Linked DNA regions of Mus musculus: all the other regions are linked to region 1. A link is a contact called in public ChIA-PET and Hi-C data. All regions are on one chromosome and are shown on one strand. Each heading gives the region's core, a stretch centred on a gene start, on an enhancer-like site or on the middle of the called end of the contact. The rest is flanking DNA. Distances are from core to core; before and after follow the strand shown.

Region 1 (2,700 bases), core at 83-2,582:
GGAGAAGTCTTATCCCAGCCAGGAGCACACAGTCATGGGACTGGTCCTGACAGGAACGTAGACCCAGCTATGTACAGATGAACTGATTGATGATGGGGGTGGGGCTAAGAAAGAACAGCTTCTAATATCAGATTTGAATAAGATCCTGGTCTGAACAGCTTTAAGGCATCTGTGTGCACATGATCAACGGGGTCCGTGGTCACAAAACTCTTGCAGAAACGGAGGTAGAATCATTTTGAGCCTGTGGAAGCAGTCTACATCCCTGCAGGCTAGCCTAGCTCCTGAGACATTCTGTCATGGCATCCATCCTCCCTCCAGCATCCAGGACTTCTGCGCGCTAATTGGGTTTAAGGAAAACCTGTAATCCCAGTGTTCTGGCAGCTGGGACAGAAAGACTGAAAGCTTAAGGGCAGCCTGGGCTACAGAGTGAGTGATACATTGTCTCAAAAATAAAATCATAAAATAGCTCAAAATAAAATCAATAGAAGTATTTCTGTTTAAAGTACTGAATATTTAAATACTGACTATAAGAATGGACAGCACTCTTGTCTGAAGCTGTAGTCATCAGATGGCTCCCGGAAAAGCATCAACGACCCCCGAGACTTCTGTGTATACCCTGTGGGCAACTCATTTTTATCAGAATCTTTCTTCTCCTTCCTGTGTTGCCAGAACCTTTTGGACATGGGTTCTGGACCAGGAAAGACTATAGTCAGTAGAAATGCACTTGTTGCACCCTGAAGCTTCTCTGGGTCCATCCAACTCTTGGACCTGGGGACTTCCCAAGACTTTGCCCTAGGCTGCTGGAGAGTCTCATCTGTCTTCTCTGCTTGGCTGTACACTCACTGATGGCTAATGGGAGCAGGCTGTAGCGTGGGAAAGGCGAAGAGGGTTGCTACAGTGTTGCGGAGACTCAACGCTAGGCAGACTCTAGCTACCTTTGACAGCGACAGGCTGTTGAAGAGCAAGCGCTGCCTGCAGAGAGCTGGACTGTGGTTTGCTACTGTGGACACTGACTTCATTTGTTCTTATTTCTTGTTCTCAAGACAGCCTATGAATGCAGACTTGCCTGGAATTTTGAAGTGCATAGATTATTAAGGTAGGGAAGAGAAAATGTGGGTGTTAGAGGGGGACCACACCCAGGCAGCTGCCTAGGATACAGGCTCTGTAGTGTATTCTAGAAGTCCCTGGCAGAGCTCGGCCTCCAACAGAATTCTCCTCTGCCCTGAGACCGCCCATCTTCTCCTTCCAGGTTGTCTCAGCAGAACTCACCGTCTTGGCTGGCCTCTTCAGCCCTGGTTCATCTTCTCATCTGTCAGGGACCCACCTGTGGCTTTAATGTGGGCCTGCCTGAGCCCCACCCTCCTACACCCTGTGGTTATCGGTCCTCCACCCTGATCTTATCATCTGCAGGAAATCAAAACACCATGTGTGTGAGCATAAAATTCTGTCATTTATTTGTGTTGCAGACTTCAGGAAGAGGAGAGAAAGAGAAAAAAAAAAAATCACAGTTCACTTTTCATTAAAAAAAAGGGGAGGGGGGTCACAACGTTTAATTCTTAGTGACCTAAAGTCAGCTAAAGTCAGCTTCACTAACGACCAGGAAATGCCTGACCCTCGGGTCCTCACTGTTGTCATGAACTCCAAACGTTTTAAAAATGGAAATTAAAAAAAAAAAAAGTAATTACCTCTTAGCGTGTTAAAAAGTTAAGTTGAATTGCCCATTACCATGGAGATGGCTTCCTGTTTACCACACTGGTCGCCCAGCTGTTGAAGACCAGCCACCCAGCCAATGAAAAGACAGCTTTTAGCTTCCCTTATTCCATTAGTGCTTCAAATAGTGAGTCAATACAACCTGTAATTTACTAGTCGGTAAAATTTGATAAATTGTGTTTTCATATATATTAGTGGTTTTACGTTTAACAAAGTCCATCATATGGAATTACCACTATGGTTAAAAACATTATTTTATATTTTGAGAGGTAGGGGCTTCCCTGTGCTTAAAATGCCTACCCTGTGCCTTTTAAAATTCTGGTATAGCATTCTGGTACTTCAGACAGCCTCCTGCAATAAGGAATTGTCCTCTTTCCTCTTCACTGGTCAAGAAAGCTGCACTATTACCCAATACTGATACATAATATCCTTTATAACAAAATCAAGACTCTGGCTACCAATCCCCAAAGACCCTAGGATTCTAAAGTACACTATTTTGTGTCTGATAATAAATAAAAATTATTTGAAAATTGAGAAGTTTTTATTTTTCTTCCCGGCCTGCATGTAAAAATATTATCAAGCTACCTAATGAGTCCAAGGAGATGGGACCACAGATTTCAGTAACTAAATCATTTGAAGAAGAGAGGTATGGGGACTTGGGTGGAAGTGCCATGCACCTGGGAATGTGGCGATATTCGATACAAAGTATGGCGATAAAGAAGAGAGTAAAGTGTGTAAGCAGGAGGAAGCCAGCTCCCAGCAGTTTGTTGGAAAGCTTCAAAAGAGCCCTCCTGTGAAACAGTCGGCAGCTAACCACAGCTCTGGGAGGCTTCTCCTCACCTTGGAAGAAGCTCAAAGCTTCCCTAATGAGCCCTCAGGTCTCCACAGTTTCCTGCCCAGACCTTTTGGGTCTGGTCTTTTTGTCCCTTTCCTGCTACCTCCCTGTCCTTCTCAGAGGCCTTTGTGCAGCACCAATGGCTTTGGAATATA
Region 2 (2,700 bases), core at 87-2,586, 140 kb before region 1:
GTGCCACCAAGATTGCTCTGCTGAAATTAATTGATCATTACGTGCTTTCTGAGAGTCTAATATACCCTATTTGATGGAATATAAATTGCAAAAATAATCTGTAAATTATATAACAGGCTCCAGAATACATTTGCCCTCTGTCTCCTTAGCAGATATTAAATCTGACAGCTACTTTCAAAATGATCAAAATTGCTTAACTCTTGGAATGCTCGAGTTTTACAAAGAAGCGAAAACTACATTTTGGGGTATGTGCCCAGTATATAAATTGGAATTTTACACCATTTTCTTGAAGAGATGAAAAGAGATGGTATGGGAAGGTTCTCTAGTGGCTTTGAGTGTATCCTTTTATTCAATTGCTTCATAAGGTTCTCAGTTGCTATCAAAAATTTGGATGTTTGTCAGAGACGAGGAAGCTGGTTTGAAACCTGTCTGCTTCAGGGCTGAGTAGATGGGAGGATGTCATACCCCTCTAACAGGCCAGCCGCTTTGCTAGTATGCTAGCCTCTCGCCCGATCTAGTCACTCACAAAGTGCACTCTGCTGGTTATTGGCAAGTTCAAGGTTACCAGTCACCCTATCAGATGTCATAGCGATGACTATAACTACTGGATCTGTTTGCGTACACGCCTTTTGAATCCTTACATTATCATGTACACATTTCGCCACATTTGGCCAAAGTTGCTGAAAGTCTCTTTCTAGAACTCTTCTTTTCCTAGGGAGGGCAAGAAATTAAAAAAGAAGTTTCCTTTGGGGCTGACACTTATGTTGCAAATAAACCTTCCAGGATTTTTTCCACGAATGTTGAATGGGTAACAACTGAGAAGAACTAGACCATCTGTTCTTGCCTAATTGGCATCATAAGGGAAGACCACATTTCTGGAGCCTTGGAAGAAGAACGTGGGATGAAGTAGGCTCAGGATGGTGTTTTTCACGAGTCTGTTCCTTACATGCCAGAACAGAGGGTGGCTTTCCAGGAGAGACACTCTGGGTACTGGACCCTAGAAAGCTAAAATCTCGGGGGATGAATTAGGAATGACACTTATCTATAATGACTATAGTCATTATATTAGGGCTTTCACTTACACTACAAATCTAAATATTGGCTCTATCTCTCATCAGTTGTGAGCTTTTAAGTGGAGTTTTGCGTCTCTTATGATGGTTAATCTTTACTGTCAACTTTACTGGGTTTAAAGTCACCATGGAAACAGACTTCCAAATGTGTCACTAAGAACATTTCCAGATATGTTTAACTAAGGAAGGAAGACCCAACCTGAACATGGAGAGCACCAGTCCCCAGATTCAGAGTTAGTGAAAGATGGATCATGAGTGAAGTGTGACATGCCTCTGTCTTTGCTTCCGGAATATGCAGGCAGTGTGGTCTGACACCTTACGCTTCTGTGGTCATACCTTCTCTGAAAACCATGAACCCAAGGAAACACTACTTTCTTGGGTTGCTTTTGCCAAGTGTTTTATTCCAGCAATAAGAAAAGTAACAAATACGCTTCTCAAAACTCTCAGTTCTCCCAACTGTAAAATGGAGACAATAATGAGGATTACAAGGAGAAATGCACATAGCGTACACAGTAGAGTGCTAAACATGCGTACTTTCTTTGCTAGCTTCTTTTCGCTGTGACAAAAATACAACAGCCAGGGAACTCACGAACCAGGCAAGATGCATATGCTTATAGTCCCAGCTCAGAGGAGTGAAGTCAGCTTGAGCTACATATGGAGAACTTGTCACAAACCAAACGACCAACCAACAAACCAAATACAATGTAAGGAGGGGGGACTTCAGAAGTTTTTGGTGCCTCATAGCTACCAAAAGTGTGGCTTAATAGATTAGCTCACCTTGGGGCAGCCAAGAAGCAGAGAAACAGATAGGGAAGGGAGGGAGGAAAGGGAGGGAGATAGTTCTTCCTGGTGAACTTTTTCCCTTTGATTGCATCTGGGCCCTGTGCATAAGAGACGGGTACCATCAACATTCAGGGGTTAGTCTTTCTGGAAATGCCCTCATAGAGATACCCAGATATGTGATTTATTGGTCTTGTAGGTGCTTCTCAAACTCATCAAGGTCTCAATGAAGATAAGCCATGACACTAGCTAAGCTTTTATTCCAGTGATGCAACTTTGGTACCCGTCTTTTCTGAGTTGTACTTTGCACAAGCTGGGAAGGATATTTTTTTTTTCTGGCTTGCAAAAGGTTTTATATGAAGAGTCTTACAAAGATACTGAAATAAAACTGGATTTTGTTCTTCACAAGTATTCTAATGACTGAGTCTCTAGGAGTAGAATTGGGTAAAGTATAAAGAAGTATAAGAGTGGTTCAGGGTGTGGTCTGGCAGAGCCACAAACCAGCTCTGTAGGGTTGAGAGCAAGAATTCCTCCCTTCTGTGGCTCAATCCATGTGTACAATAACAGGGTCGACCAGATGCCTAACTAAGGTAGTTTAGGGCACTGAGAGTGCTGACCTTGTCTGTAAGACTAATTTACTGTTCCACCATCATGATGCAATAATCCATAGGCAGAGGGTGGTATGGGAAGGCATCCTGGGAAGTTGATTGATGCATGTCAGTGAATTCAGGTTAAACCTGCTGTTTACAATATATGATTGTGTACACATAACAATACTTGACAATACTTCACAAGGCAAAACTGGAAACCATATTTGCATTTCTTCTCTGTCCTGAATGATGCTGATACC
Region 3 (2,700 bases), core at 150-2,649, 180 kb after region 1:
CACAACAGAATTGCTTTGAACTTTAATATATTTGTTAATTTTTACAAGAAGGTAATTCCCGTTTTTCATTTAACTTTATTTTACATCCTGACCAGTTTCCCCTCCCCTACTCTCCTCACAGCCCCTCTCCCCTCCCTCCATTCCTCCTCCATTTCTGAGAAGGCAATTCTTTATGTAGTATATGTTCTGAGAGACTGTAAGTGAATTGTCAAAGTGTAGAAAGTTATAGCACCAAGTATCATGAGATAAAAATATGTACATTTATACTGGTTTGGTGCAAAAGAAACTGATTTTAGTATGCCAATTATAAATCAATAGCTCAAACACCTTTATTAATTAAAACAGAAACCTTTACAATGGACACATTTTTGCCAATGAGTTCTGGATTCTGTGAACTCTTAGGGAGCTTCCAGTTGTTTGTGAACGTGTTTTTTCCTGCACAAAGTTGTCAAGATGCTTGAAGAAGTGAGAGCCAAAGTCAGATAAATGCAGGCAAAACTTTATAGCTCGATTCACTCAAATTGCAAAGAGTGGCTTGTGTGCCTGGCAGTTGGGAGTGCTGGAGAAACGGGTCTACTATGTTGACCAGTCCTTGCAGCAGGGTTTGAAGTACTGTGGTTCACAGGGATTCAGAAAGTTTTATTCATCAGACCCGCAGCAAATTTCTCAAATCAGCGACCATGACGTTTTTGTTTTGTTTTGTTTTTTCTCGCTGTTTTGTGGACCTAAGGTCCGCTTTGAGAAGCGCTTTGTAGTTTCTTCTTGATGCTAACACTGGGCTTGTCATCCCAAGCTGTCCTACTCAGTATGGCTTTTGGTAGCATGTCACAACCCTATCTAGCCCAGGGCTTTATTTATAACTCAGCATGTTAATGTTCTGTTTTTGACACACAGGAGTCAAATTCTTGTTGACAGCTTATTTTTACTTACTTCTATCTTTACCCACGTCTTTACGGCTCCCACCTTACTGTATTCTTTTGTGCCACGTAGGCACGGCTATACCTGGCTACTCAAAGCTGCAGGGGAGACAGCCAGCTCTGATAAGAGCCGCGAAGTACTGCTCTAGACGGTTAAGGGGAGGGCGTGCGGGAAGGAGTTCAAGTAAAGGACACAGCAAGAGCGCAAGGGCAGGGCACAGCTACCCCAAAAAGCGCTTCCCTACGCCTAGGACAGCAGCAGCTTCTGCCCGAGACCAGGGGTCCGCCCCGCCCCCTCCGGTTACCTTGTCATTTTCTAGCCGTGTCTCCAGGATCTTGTGCAGCTTACGCGACAGCGGATTGTTGGGCTGCGCGGGGGTCGCACCTGCCCCATTACTGAAGCCATTGGCGGCCCCGGAGGCGGGGACCGCAGCCACCTCCCCGCTGGCGTCAGCCATCGCTGACAGACCCGGCGTAACGGAAGCACTGCGCTTGTGCACTCACTCGCGCATGCGCACACCTGGCCGCGCATGCGCACCGCGATCCGAGACGCTCTACCTGCCCGGTTTACTTTAAAATCCTGGGAGGCGAGGACACGCTCAGAAGAGATTGGAGGTTGTCTACAAAGTGAGTTCCAGGACAGCCAGGGCTATACAGAGAAACCCCTGTCTCGAAAAACTAAAAAAAAAAAAAAAAAAAAAACAAACAAACAAAAAAAACCCAACAACAACAACAACAAAAAAAAGAGGTTGGAGGTTGTAAAAGAGACTTCAGGAATCTGAATCTTGAAAAAAAAAGCCAAAGTAATAATGTAAAATATGTAAAGTAATAATGTAAAGTATATGTAAAATATGCCGAAACCAGTAGCTGGCATGCATGCATGATCAACAGAACTGATTGCAATTAAATTTCGTTTATCTGAATTCATCATTCTGAAAAGCATCAATCGAAGCTAGAGTATTTGCCAGGGCTGCTGGTGTGCACTGACATAAATAATAAACAAGACAGTAAACAGAAGGCAATGAAGAGACAGAGGAAAGAAATGAAATGCAGGCCAAAGTGGTTACTCAAGAAGGCTTGGAAGGACCTGGCCTTTAATTTCAGATTTAAAAGAGACCTAGAGCTGTGAGAAATCTCCAAATAGGAGAAAGCCTACATGTAAAGGCCCAGAAACAAGGAACTTTGCATTCTCACAAACTGACCAAAGGCAGTGTAGCTGGAAAGCAGTGGGCAAGAAAGTGTTTCTCCTGTATGCATGTGTGTATGTGTGTATGCATGCATGCATGGATGTGCACTGTATACATGCAGTCCCAGTGGAGGCCAGAAAGGGCGTCATGTCCCCCTAGAGCTGGGGTTATGATGGTTCCAATCCGGGGTCCTAAGAACTGAACCTAGGTCTTACACAAGAGCAGCTGTGCTCTTAACCACAGAGCCATCTCTTCAGCCTGCGATATCACTTTTTGATTTACAAAACACGGTGACAATTATCAATAATGGCCATACTGTGATAGTGTTAACTGATCTTTTTTATTACACCTGCAAGTTCAGATTCACATTATCGAGCTAGTCTTATTTATTGGCAGTTGCTCTGTGGTAGCAACTCTCTCGCCATAACATGTTACTGGGCACAGGCACCCAAAATTTCAAATCTCTATATACTAATTCCTGCAATCTTCTTTAATCCTTTTCAGCTACTACAGCAAAATGCTCTATACTTGGTAGCTTACAAACAATAGAAATTTATTTCTGATTGTTCTGGAGGATGAGAGGTCCAGAGTCAAGG
Region 4 (2,700 bases), core at 18-2,517, 150 kb before region 1:
AACCTTCTGTCACCTGGATTTTTGGTCTGGCTCACAATAGAAAATGGACCTACAGGGCTCCTCTCTAGCTGTCTGCCCTCCCCCATCTCAGAAGCCAATGAATGGGCCACTTCCTTCACTCAAATGAACTTTAGTTCATCTGTTGCGAATTAACTAGTCCTGCTTACTCCAGCCCCATCAAAACTCCACTCCCTGGACTGTCAGCTTTAACTCACTTCTTGCATTAACCTATTTCTCCTTGAAAGGCTTGGTACTTAGGCGAAAATGATTTTATGAGATGACCTGGATAGCATGGGCAATAATAGTGAACCCTAACGAAAATAGATTGCATAATTAGGGGGTACTAATGGAAGATGGAGATGGGAAAATATGGAGAAGTATAGTAGGAGGGGTGTAATATCTGATGAATGGGTGACTATGTTATAATAAAAGCATGACAACTCTGGCATTGAGAGAAAAGTGTGTGTGTGTGTGTGTTCGTGTGTGTATGCACGAGCATGGGACAGTGTGGAAGATGACAGGGTATAGACATTCCCACCTAAGGACTCACAGAGCTTCACTCAGTCATTTTGGGGGGGGGGGGAGTTGAGACATGGCTTCTCTGTGTAGCCCTGGCTGTCCTGGAACTCACTCTGTAGACCAGGCTGGCCTCGAACTCAGAAATTCACCTGCCTCTGCCTCTCAAGTGCTGGAATTAAAGGCATGTGCCACCACGCCCGGCTTCACTCAATCTTGATTATCATGCTCAATACTGTGTCTCAGTGATAATTCCCCCAACAGGTGGATTAGCAGTGGACTGACTCATCTCAGAGCAGGAAGACACCTGCCACTCACTGACTCTGCTCCATGGACTGCCAGCTCTGAGGGATCTCTGCCCCTTGGCTTACCGGGCATAAAGCAAAGGACTGCTGAGGAACACTCAGGTAGAGGATGGCATGGGGAGGGACAAGGACAAAGTTCCCACAGCTTTCTTAGACCTCACAAAGTAGCAGGAGGAGTGCCTGCAGGACAGCCACACTGAAGGCTCTCCTTGTGTAGCTCGCTTATTGTTAGAGTTTGATTTTCCGCCAAGTCTTCATATTTCTTCCTTGTCAGCAGCTCAGTGCCAGACAATAGGGAAAACAGTTCTTTTGGCCTCTCCTGCACTTTAGCCCAGAGAAGAATGGCTTTTGAAGTTGAACTTGAATGGTCTCCTTACCTTATTTGCCCTGACCCGGAGTTGCACTGGGCTAGCTAGCAAGGAATCTAGAACATGGGCATGGAAACTCTGTGTTTACGAGATGAGCCCAGAGCTTCCACACTCCCTGAGTCACACCCTGGAGTGGTGATTTAGTACGGGTGTGGGAGGGAGGCACGTTGTCAACTCGACAACCACCTTTTTGAGTTGAGAATTTTTATCCAAACTTGCAAGCCCCTGCCTAAGCCTTGAGAGTTTATTTTCTCTTGGAAAATGTCTGGATCATTTTTTTCCTCCTTCCTGCAAGAAGAGACGACTAAGAGATGACAGGTTTTCTTGGATCTGAGTTCACTGTTGGAATTTTTTTTTCTGAGTCTAGTGCCAAAAAGTTCTGCAATTTGCTGAATAAATTTTTCTGAAGTTAGACTGGGGTGGATAATTGGGAGCGAGCTGCTGGGGTTGTTGGGCTGTGGTGGCTCTGCCCTTCTGGGAACATGGGTTCCTCCCTTCCCAGCCAGAGTTCCTAGGCAAGCTGACCATTCTGAACACCAGGGTCTGGTTCACAACTGTTCAAACTGCCTGTTCCCAGATGCCGAGATGCCGTCACCCTGAGCAGCCATGGGGTTTCCTCCTATCTGTCAGTAAGATGGGCAAGGACTTATTTTTATGGCGTTACTCCTTAATGCTTTTTCTATGGCTCTCAGGAAAACCTATACAGAACTCAAGTCTTATGCGGCCCCAAGAGCTGCATGGTCAGCAAAAATGGCCAATAACGTGCCTGTGTCACAGTGGGCATTTCAGCCTAAAATGAGCTCTCTGCAGGCTGAGGAGGGCTCAGTGGTGAGGGGTGCTTGCTGTTCTTGCCGAGGACCCTGATTCTGTAGCCAGCACTCATCTGGAGTTCACAGCTGCCTGTAACCCAGTTCATCTGTCCTGCCCAAACTCCTGCGGACATGTGTTACACATAAACTCAGGCCCACACACAGACTCGGAATGATGATGATGATGGTGGTGGTGATGATGATGATGGTGATATTTTTTAAAGGAGAAAAATAAATAATCTGTCTGGGTTCCCCTGCCTTTGTGGATTGGAATGAGAGCATCATCTTGCAGGTGCTACTTAGAAGCCCAGAAAAGGCCATGAAATTATATTTCACCACAGAAAATGGCTTCTCTATAAAGTTTTTACAGAACATGGCTCTCTCAATTAATATGCACAAAGTTTTCCTTAGCTCAAGTTCATTTGTGCTTAGGTGGGCATTAGGACTTCATAGCATCATTAATTAACACCGAAAGCATTGCTTGATACCCATATAACATGAACTCTAATTAAAGGCCCTGGGATAAGTGATATGCAGTCCCATCAGGAAGAGCCTAGGGAAGGCGGCCTCCCCTGAGGTAAACTTGTGTTTTGATGCTTCTTTCTCTTGGTCTAACCGTAACCCAGCCTCTGAGTGTAAGCTTCTGGAATGAAGGCTTCCCCACACAGCGTCTGGTGGGAGAGATGGTTGGCGGTTCCATCC

What was found. A called contact is a pair of places that touch in the nucleus more often than the background predicts. ChIA-PET counts read pairs in DNA pulled down with a chosen protein or histone mark.
Region 2: a contact with region 1 is called in an RNA polymerase II ChIA-PET map of effector CD8 T cells, with 14 read pairs. The contact joins two enhancer-like sites. A contact is called at or near these places in 3 of 484 Hi-C or Micro-C datasets (adipose-derived mesenchymal stem cells, frontal cortex and myocytes) and 2 of 115 datasets of contacts at active chromatin or transcription factors (effector CD8 T cells and memory CD8 T cells).
Region 3: an RNA polymerase II ChIA-PET map of memory CD8 T cells shows a contact between it and region 1, with 78 read pairs. The contact joins the promoter of Cog6 here to the enhancer-like site in region 1. A contact is called at or near these places in 3 of 39 promoter capture datasets (the 3T3-L1 cell line, the C10 cell line and stem cell-derived epiblast-like cells), 1 of 15 datasets of contacts at CTCF or cohesin (large pre-B cells), 5 of 484 Hi-C or Micro-C datasets (Th2 cells, cerebral cortex, nephron progenitors and 2 more) and 2 of 115 datasets of contacts at active chromatin or transcription factors (Th17 cells and memory CD8 T cells).
Region 4: a Hi-C map of uterus shows a contact between it and region 1, with 4 times the contacts expected there. The contact joins two enhancer-like sites. A contact is called at or near these places in 10 of 484 Hi-C or Micro-C datasets (the C2C12 cell line, CD4 T cells, adipose-derived mesenchymal stem cells and 4 more) and 1 of 115 datasets of contacts at active chromatin or transcription factors (CD8 T cells).

Annotation. Positions count from the first base shown.
Region 1 is chr3:52,839,034-52,841,733 of GRCm38.p6, forward strand. No RefSeq gene overlaps it. Among named protein-coding and RNA genes, the nearest start is that of Gm30292, 43 kb to the left of the region's middle. Within about 2 kb of position 1,333, at least 56 of the 459 cell types and tissues checked have an H3K27ac peak or open chromatin away from gene starts, as enhancers often do. A contact at or near this core is called in Th17 cells, Th2 cells, effector CD8 T cells and 2 more, where this site is marked.
Region 2 is chr3:52,702,290-52,704,989 of GRCm38.p6, forward strand. The region is part of intron 3 of Gm30235 (a long non-coding RNA gene); the gene reads left to right. Among named protein-coding and RNA genes, the nearest start is that of Gm22798, 19 kb to the right of the region's middle. Within about 2 kb of position 1,337, at least 14 of the 459 cell types and tissues checked have an H3K27ac peak or open chromatin away from gene starts, as enhancers often do. A contact at or near this core is called in effector CD8 T cells, where this site is marked.
Region 3 is chr3:53,015,824-53,018,523 of GRCm38.p6, forward strand. It overlaps Cog6 (component of oligomeric golgi complex 6), which reads right to left and starts at 1,400. Exons shown (of 19, transcript NM_026225.3): 1 at 1,223-1,400. The coding sequence starts at 1,375.
Region 4 is chr3:52,684,689-52,687,388 of GRCm38.p6, forward strand. Gm30235 (a long non-coding RNA gene) reads left to right here. Exons shown (of 4, transcript XR_867280.1): 3 at 781-923. Among named protein-coding and RNA genes, the nearest start is that of Gm30235, 36 kb to the left of the region's middle. Within about 2 kb of position 1,268, at least 76 of the 459 cell types and tissues checked have an H3K27ac peak or open chromatin away from gene starts, as enhancers often do. A contact at or near this core is called in uterus, where this site is marked.